2 separate regions of the Rattus norvegicus genome follow, and region 1 is linked to region 2. A link is a contact called in public HiChIP or PLAC-seq data. All regions are on one chromosome and are shown on one strand. Each heading gives the region's core, a stretch centred on a gene start, on an enhancer-like site or on the middle of the called end of the contact. The rest is flanking DNA. Distances are from core to core; before and after follow the strand shown.

Region 1 (3,857 bases), core at 1,305-3,804, 270 kb before region 2:
GGGTGTAGTCAGCTGTGAGCCACCAGACTGGGATGCTGGGAACTGAAGTCTCGGGCCCATCTGCCAGAGCCACACGTGCTTTTAACCACTGAACAATCTCTCCAGCTCCAAGCAGGAGGAACAGGAGAATCTTAAAGTCAAGAATTCAAGACTAGGCTGGAGAGAGGCTCAGCTCTTCCAGAGGTCCTGAGTTCAAATCCCAGCAACCACATGGTGGCTCACAACCATCTGTAATGAGATCTGATGCCTCTTCTGGTGTGTCTGAAGACAGCTACAGTGTGCTCATATAAATAAAATAAAATAAATAAATCTTAAAAAAAAAGAAATTCAAGATGATCTTAAAACAGCAGCAGCAGCAGCAGCAGCAGCAACAACAACAACAACAACAACAACAGAGTCATCAAGATGACTTCACTGGTAAAGGTGTTTGCTACTAAGACAGACAATCCAGGTTGAATCCCTGGGACTCACTGGGTAGAAGGATTGAATCTCGAAAGTTGTTCTTGTCTTCATATGAATATGCACTTCCCTCCAACAAATAAATGGACACATTACTATTTTGGAGAGAGAGTCTCACCATTATCCCTGCCTGGCCTGGAACTTACCCGTGGACCACCGTAGACCAGGCAGGTTCTTTCCAGTCTCTAGTGGCCAACCGGCATCGGGAGGGGGCGGGCCCACTGGGCCTTATTTTCTTCTTCCTCCCTCGTCTAAGCAGTGGGGCAGGGAGGGGCGGTGTCTGTAAGTGGTGTGGTGCCGGGACACTGGGAACCGGGCTGCCTTTGGAGGGATGCGGCAGGGGTGTCCTCGGGAGTGGTTCGTGGTGGGGTGGTGGGGTGGGTGGGGGAGGGTGTGTGTGTCGGTGGGTGTGGTGTTGGGAGGGTAGGTGGGGGGTGGGTGTGGGGTGGGGAGGGTAGGTGCGGGGTGGGTGGGGGTGGGGGTAGGGGTGGGTGGGTGTGGGTGTGGGGCAAAGGGTGGGGGTGGGCCAAGGGGGTCGGAGAGTGCAGGAATTTCACCCGCCTCTGCCTCCTGAGTGTGAGATTGTGCCGTTGTGCACAGCCTAAATAGATGTAATTTTAAGAACTAGGGAACAAGTTTTTTGTTTTGTTTTGAGACAAGGTCTAAAATGTACCCATGGCTGTCCTAGAACTCCCTATTCCAGGCTGGCATCCCGTTTTTTTTTTTGAAGCAACATTTTCATCAGATATGAGCTCAGATAGTTAACCCATAACATTCTATGAAGTATCTCCTTTAGTTTCGGTAAACTCTTGCCATCCATCTCAACTCCCCTGAATTTCTTCCCCTTGAAAAAATCTAGGCATGCATGAGAAGTTGTTTAAAAACACGTTTTTTTTGGTTGGGGATTTAGCTCAGTGGTAGAGCGCTTGCCTAGGAAGCGCAAGGCCCTGGGTTCGGTCCCCAGCTCCGAAAAAAAAAAAAAGAATAAAAACACGTTTTTTAAAAAAAAATTATCTATTTATTTAGTGTGTTTGGGGTGGCAGCGCTGGCACTGCATCCCACAAAAGTCGGAGGACATCTTGTGAACTTGTATTGATTCTTTCCTCAACGGCTTATCTCAGATCATAAGGCTTCTGCCTTTCCTCTCTGTCATCTCTCTGTACCCAGGGGTTAGTTTTGAAAGCAGTTCAGACACAATACAATTCCTTCTGGTACTATCGGGAATTTTGCTCATGTTTTAAGTCTGGGTGAGTTCTCTTCCTTATTTGACCTGTAAGGGTGTTATAGGTCTGTTACCATCTCCTTCCTCATCGTCCTTGACAATCTGGGAACTCCTTAAGGCTGCTCACTCACAGCCTCTCAGGAACTGCTCCTAATGACTTCGAGGGATCCCTTTCGGGCCCCCTGAAGTGCCTTTAATGATTCTTAGAATCACCCTCTTCCCTCCAAGAGTTGCTAATGACCCAAAATTTTCGCTCAAGGGGAGCCGCTTTTTAAAAACCCCAGGGATATCTTCCTTTAGGATCTGTCCTAATGATCCCCCCAGGGCTCCTTCTCCTGGAACAGATCCCTACCTACCCCGCCTTGCCAGCAGGCGAGGGGCTTCTTAGAACGTAAGACTTTGAGAACTGAGAGTCCTGGACAAACCCGGACATGCTGGTCACGTTCTCTGAACTCCTTGACTTTTGAAACTTTCCCGAGGTCTTCCATCGCCTTTATATCTTAGGCAAACGAATTACTCCAAGAAAACTTAGGCTTATCCTTTCGCTAGAAACATCCTATACCCACCTGCTCGCCCTTCCCCACAACCGGCCAGCCCATTTCAGGGTACTCGCTTCTTTCTACTAACCAGCTTAGCTATGGAGATCTGAGTCAGCTTCTGATAGGCTAACTCTGGATCCAGCCCTGATGCTCAGTGGCCCCAGTCCCGAGAGGTTCAGCGTTTTCTCCTGGCAACAGCCCGAGAACGACGTTCATAGGCTAAACGGACTCGTAGTCCCAGACGCCGAGCAGCTGTTGTGAGCGCTCATTGGTTAGCTGAGGATTTAAAGCCACCCTTGGGTTGGTTGACTATGGGCTCTGTGAGGCTGCGCAGAGTCCGACTTTAAAGGAGGCGGAGCTTTGTCTTTCGCCCTCAAGAAAGACAGTGGGATCGGCGAGTGGCGACAGCAGGAATCGAGCCTGAGCCCTGCTAGGGCTTTAGGCTCCAGGTGAGAGCCATCGGGCTTTGGATCCCTGAGGGTTTGATGCTGCCAAAACCCTGGCCGTGAGCTCCGGTGGGGGAGGGTGGTGAGGTGGGTCTTTCTGTGCTCCGTGATCGATATGTGGTTTGAGCAATAGAAAAAGGAGCTTCTAAAATGAGTTTTGCGATTGGTTCTTTCCAATCTCCAGTGGCCAATGGACGTCGGGAGAGGGGGGCGGGCCCACTGGGCCTTATTTTCTTCTTCCTGCGGCCGGGCCTCCCTCGTCTAGGCGGTGGGGCCGGGAGGGGCAGTGTCTGTAAGTGGTGTGGTGCGGGGACACTGGGAACCGGGCTGCCTTTGGAGGGATGCCGCGGGGGTGGCCGCGGGGGCGGAGAGTGCGGGAGTTTCAGGCCACTGTTAGCAACAGCTGCCTTTATGGAGTGCTTACCGGGCCTAGCGTCTTGGTTTCGCTTGCATCATCTGAGTTAATCATACGATCCAGCAGGGCAGGGGTTTGGGATCCCCATTTTGCAGGTGGAGAAACTGAAACTCATCTAGTCCACTCACACAGCCAAGGTGTTAAAAAGTAGCAGAGGTCAGACCAGTATTCAAGAGTTTTCACTCTAGAGCCGAAGGTTTAGATCCCCGTACTCTTTGCTTTGTTGCTGAATGCGGACGGGAAGGTGCCCCAGAACAGATTTTCCCTAGGGAATATATTGCAGGAACGGAACCCTAGGGTTAAAGTAATGGGATAACCCTCTAAAGTGAGCAGAGGAAATGAGTTTTTCAGCAGTTACTGAGTGCCTACTTTGCGGCATGCATTGTTCTAGGTTCTGGACACACAAAGATAAATAGAGCCCGAGGCGGATGAAGCAACGTTATGACCCCCTTTGAAGCCTAGGGGAGGAGCCCCAGTCCGATATTTACGTTACATTTTTTGCAAAAATTTCAAAAGTAGAATATATTGAAAATCTCCCTTTAGAGGAAAATTGAATTAGGCTTCAAGTTCTTCCACACTTGGATATTCTCTTGCAGAGGTCTTAGTTCAGCTAAGTATTAGGGATGAGGTAGCAGAAAGTGGTGGAAGATGCTTTAGGGAGGGGACTGTGGATACCGTTCCTGATATGTAAAGCAGGGATAACAGTATATCTGTTATGCAAAGTTAATGAAAAGTGTCTAGCCAAAAATACCTCACTTGGGGTGGAATGGAAGCCC
Region 2 (4,204 bases), core at 381-2,880:
GGCTCCTTCCAGCGCCAGCTTCCTCCCTTAGAGCACAAGTGTAGCCTAGTGTGGTAGGACACATGTAAGGTCCTGTATGGTTGTCTCCAGTCCTTGTCTTAATCTGTTTCCTCCCCAGGTTTACAAAATGTTTGCTCCTCCTAATGGTATGGCAGGCTGTGTTGGGAAAAGTTTAGTCAATAAGGAGGGAGAAGCCATACAGTAAACCCAAATCAAATTTAATATAATTTAGTCTAAAAAAAAGTTTTAGGCTGGGAGTGATGGTGCATACCTTTAATTCCAGCACTCTGGAGCAGACAGGTGGGTATCAGTTAGTTGGAAGCCAGAGTTTCAAGACAGCCAGGGACTCACAGAGAAACCCAGTCTTAAAAAAAAAAAAAAAAAAAAAAAAGAAAAGAAAAGAAAAGAAAAAAGGAAAAAATCAAAGCAAAAAGAAAGATCCTTCCATTTGAAATAATTTTCTTCCCTGCTGACAGGAGTCAATGAAAGGAAAAGTTGAGGCGGCAGAAGAAGTGCATGCTGGGAGCAGGGGCTTGCCTTCTTCCTCCAACCTTGACTTTTCCATTTTAGCTGAGGACAATGAATAAAAACACCCACCTCAAGCCTGTGAGATCCCCACTTGAAAACAAAGAAGGTGGAGGATGTGGTCCAGCTGACAGGGTGCACAGTGCTTAGGTGAGATTCATAGCATCTCAGACACCCAGTTTGGTGACACACTCCTGTAATCCCCGGGAGTGTTGGGTTTAAAGGTTTGCACCACCACCCCTGGTAAGAGATTCCATCTCAAAACAAACCAACCCACCACAGCGTGAAATATAATGAAAACCTTACGATTTCTCCTCCCCTCCCTTCTCCTCCCCTCCCTTAAACTCTCTCTCTCTCTCTCCACACACACACACACACACACACACACACACACACACACACACACACACACACACACACCCCACAAACGCGCGCGCGCGAACGGATATGATTTCCTGGTTGCTCACAAGCTGATCCATAGTGCTTTTTTTTTTTTTTTTTTTCTTAAATTGTGGGGCACCAAGTAACTCCTATCTCTTCTTCTTTGGCGGGTACTGATAGTTCATCAAAACCACCAGTTCCCTATGCCTGAGCGCCGGCCGTACTTGACCCTCTCCCCTCTTTTCTTGGCTTCCAACTCCATCTACAAGCATCCCAAGAATCATGTCTTCGCAGGAGTTGCACTCCTAGGCAATGTGACTGAGCAAGATGGTCCTCTGCCGTAAGCCGAGAATAGGATAGGGCTCCATAGGACCCCAACCCACGTGCTCCGAGACTCCCTCCTCACCGGCCGCCTTCCGGTCGGGCGGAAACTACGTTTCCCAAGGTGCATAGGGGCGGGTCCTTGCTTCGGGCAGGGGCCCCTGGCGGTGTGCCGTTCCTTCGCCTGTTCCGGGGCGCGCGAGCTAGCACGAGAACAGGGCCAAAGACCCGGAATGAGTTTCCGCGCAGTTCCGCCATGCCGAACCTGGATGTGCTTGGCCGTGCCGGGCCAGGACAGGCGTGGGTGGGGGCCTGAATTGGTGGTACTGGGGACAGGCGCTCCGGTCAGCCCGCGTCTTGCTGAGGTCCCCGCCCCGTCCCGGCCGGGCCGGCCCGTCTGTCAGTCACTGGGGCGGAGGCAGCGACCATAGCGGGGCCAAAGCCGGGAGGCGAGCATATCGCGGGCCAGGAGAACGGAGGGAACCTAGCTCAGCCCCTCAACTCTACCGACTCTGCCCCAGACTCACGAAACTGCAACCCTGTGCTTCCTTGGATGTCTCCGTATCTCGCGAAGGGCTCTCTCCAGGGTGATCTCCCAGCCCCCTGACCTCACAGCATCTAGAAGCTCATCCAGACTAGGGTGTTATGGGTACAGGCCGTTGACCCTGTGACCCCTCACGGGCCAGGGCCTCTGTTTCCCCTGTAGGCCTTCCTCCCCTATGACTTTTGATTCAAGGGACAGAGCCGTGACCTCCCACTAGGACCCTTGTCTGAGAGCACCTCACTGAGGCCTCCCTTTTGGGAGCCGCCTTAGCGCGGATCCCCTCCGAAGAGCACATCTTTTGACCTCTGCAACCCCCACCCCCACCCCACTACCACCAAAGGAGGTGGGCAGGCCTCGGCAGCCATGCCCGCCCTGGGCATCCCCTCATCCCATCGCTTCCTGGGTACTCAAGCCGGGGTCTAGCAGGGGGCTGACAGCCAAAAGGGCTGGGGCAAGAGAGAGATCAGGGTCCACCTCCCTGCCAGGCAGGGAGCAAAAATGGAGCGGCGGGAGGAGCAGCTGGGGGCTGCAGGGGCTGGAGCAGCACCAGCCTTGGACTTCACTGTGGAGAACGTGGAGAAGGTATGAGGGCCTTGGGGTGGGCACTTCAGTGACAGAGCAGAAGTTCTGGGGACTGACACTAATGCCAGAGCTCAGGCCTGGCTGGGCTCAGTGCCCGCTGGGATGATGCCCCCAGAGCACCTGGTATTTACCGTCTCTCTTGGACAGCAGTGTTGCAGTGCCTAATGGGCTATTTTTGGCTTTCTGTAGACGCAGGTCCCCTTTCAGATAGATATTCTAGCATCTTAGATTGTTAAACCCTAAAGGGTTAGGGTGCCGAAGGGCTTAGACTTAGGAACTCACAAGATCTGCCATCCCCCACCCCCACCTTAGAAACCACACTGATGCTGAGCTGTCCTGGACCCGACTCACTTTTTTTCAGTCAAAGGCACACAAAGATATCTGGAACTAAAACCGTCTGACTTAGTTTTTCATTCATCTTCAGAAAGGGTCTTTTCCTTATTGGATGGAAGTCAAACCGGTCCTGGGCAGGCAGGAGTGTGTCTGGCTCTCTTGCTTTGTGCTGGGTCCAAGGGGCTTGGCTCTGCTGGCAACTTTACAGGGCCCTTCCTTCCTTACCTACCTGCCCACATGGCTTTCTGCCATGGCCTCCTTCCGTACTTCTCCACTGCCCAGGCTATCTTATTTTATTCTATTCTTCTCCCAGCAGCCTGGAATGCAGGAATGCACCCACCAACCCACCCCCATACTCCCAGGGATGGCCGGAGAGATAGGGATACCTTGCTGGTTAGCAAGGGGCACCCTTAAACACATTTGCTGTTCTTGAGGCTTGTTTGCTTAACAAATGTTGAGAAAGCATCTCTTCTGTGTCTGTCTCCTGTCCCCTTTTGCATCCCTGAGTGGCTGAACCAGGGACAGTAGCCATAACTGGCTTTCAGGGGGGTACAGATTTGGTTAATCCTAGTTGAATGGAGTCCATTTGGGGAACCTGGCCCTTGGGGCTGGACAGTGTTGGCATGGTGGCACATGGCTTCATGTGCTGCCAGGGAGATGAGCCATTGTTTTCTCTCTGCATGAAGTCTCATTGGAATTGGGCCCTGGGGATTCTGCTGCTGACAGCTCCTGGGTAGGCGCTTACTTGGGCTGCTTCTGGCCAAGACCTCTCTGCATCATCTGATTGGAGGCTTACTTGTACTCTCTGAAGACGTTCCCTTCCCTCCCTTCTAGTGTATCTGTTCCAGGGCTACCTGGACTGAAGCAGTTCTTCTCAGATTTCACACTGGCTTTAGTGCCAGCCTCCGAGTGACCTCGGGATGATCCTCGGGGAGCAATGGGAGTTTGCTTGTTGGAATCAATGGGAGGAGCTGTATCTAGAAGGGCCAGCCCCCTCCAGGCTGTTCTGTACTTGTCTCTAGCTTACGTTTATCTCTGTGAAGCCATTCCTTTCTCCTAGGCCTTGCCCTTACATACCTGCCTATGGGAAGAGCCCAGCCCCCACTTTTTCTGCTTTCCAGTGGAGAGTCCCTCTCAGAACCCAGTGGCACTATAAGATGAGAATATGATAGAGCATGGGCAAGATTCAGGTTTTCAAAAGGTCAGCCAAGCCCCAAGATCTCCCTTCCTGCTCGCTCCTTCTCCCCACAAGTCAGGGAGAGGCAGCATCTTGCAGGATCAAGTCACACCCTCTGTTCTGGGCTCTGGCAGGATCCAGAGTAGCCAGCATCTGCTCAGTCCTGTGCTGTCCTGCAGGCGCTGCACCAGCTCTACTACGACCCCAATATTGAGAACAAGAACCTGGCTCAGAAGTGGCTGATGCAGGCCCAGGTCTCTCCACAGGCCTGGCATTTCAGCTGGCAGCTACTACAGCCAGACAAGGTGCCTGAGATCCAGTACTTTGGGGCCAGTGCCCTG

What was found. HiChIP or PLAC-seq counts read pairs in DNA pulled down with a chosen protein or histone mark.
Region 1: a contact with region 2 is called in an H3K27ac HiChIP or PLAC-seq map of oligodendrocytes, with 3 times the contacts expected there. The contact joins the promoter of Kdm4a here to the promoter of Ipo13 in region 2. A contact is called at or near these places in 1 of 12 Hi-C or Micro-C datasets (kidney) and 1 of 1 datasets of contacts at active chromatin or transcription factors (oligodendrocytes).

The regions. Positions count from the first base shown.
Region 1 is chr5:137,003,609-137,007,465 of GRCr8, reverse strand. Kdm4a (lysine demethylase 4A) reads left to right here and starts at 2,554. Exons shown (of 21, transcript NM_001107966.1): 1 at 2,554-2,669.
Region 2 is chr5:136,736,904-136,741,107 of GRCr8, reverse strand. It overlaps Ipo13 (importin 13), which reads left to right and starts at 1,630. Exons shown (of 20, transcript NM_053778.2): 1 at 1,630-2,353; 2 at 4,043-4,204. The coding sequence starts at 2,270.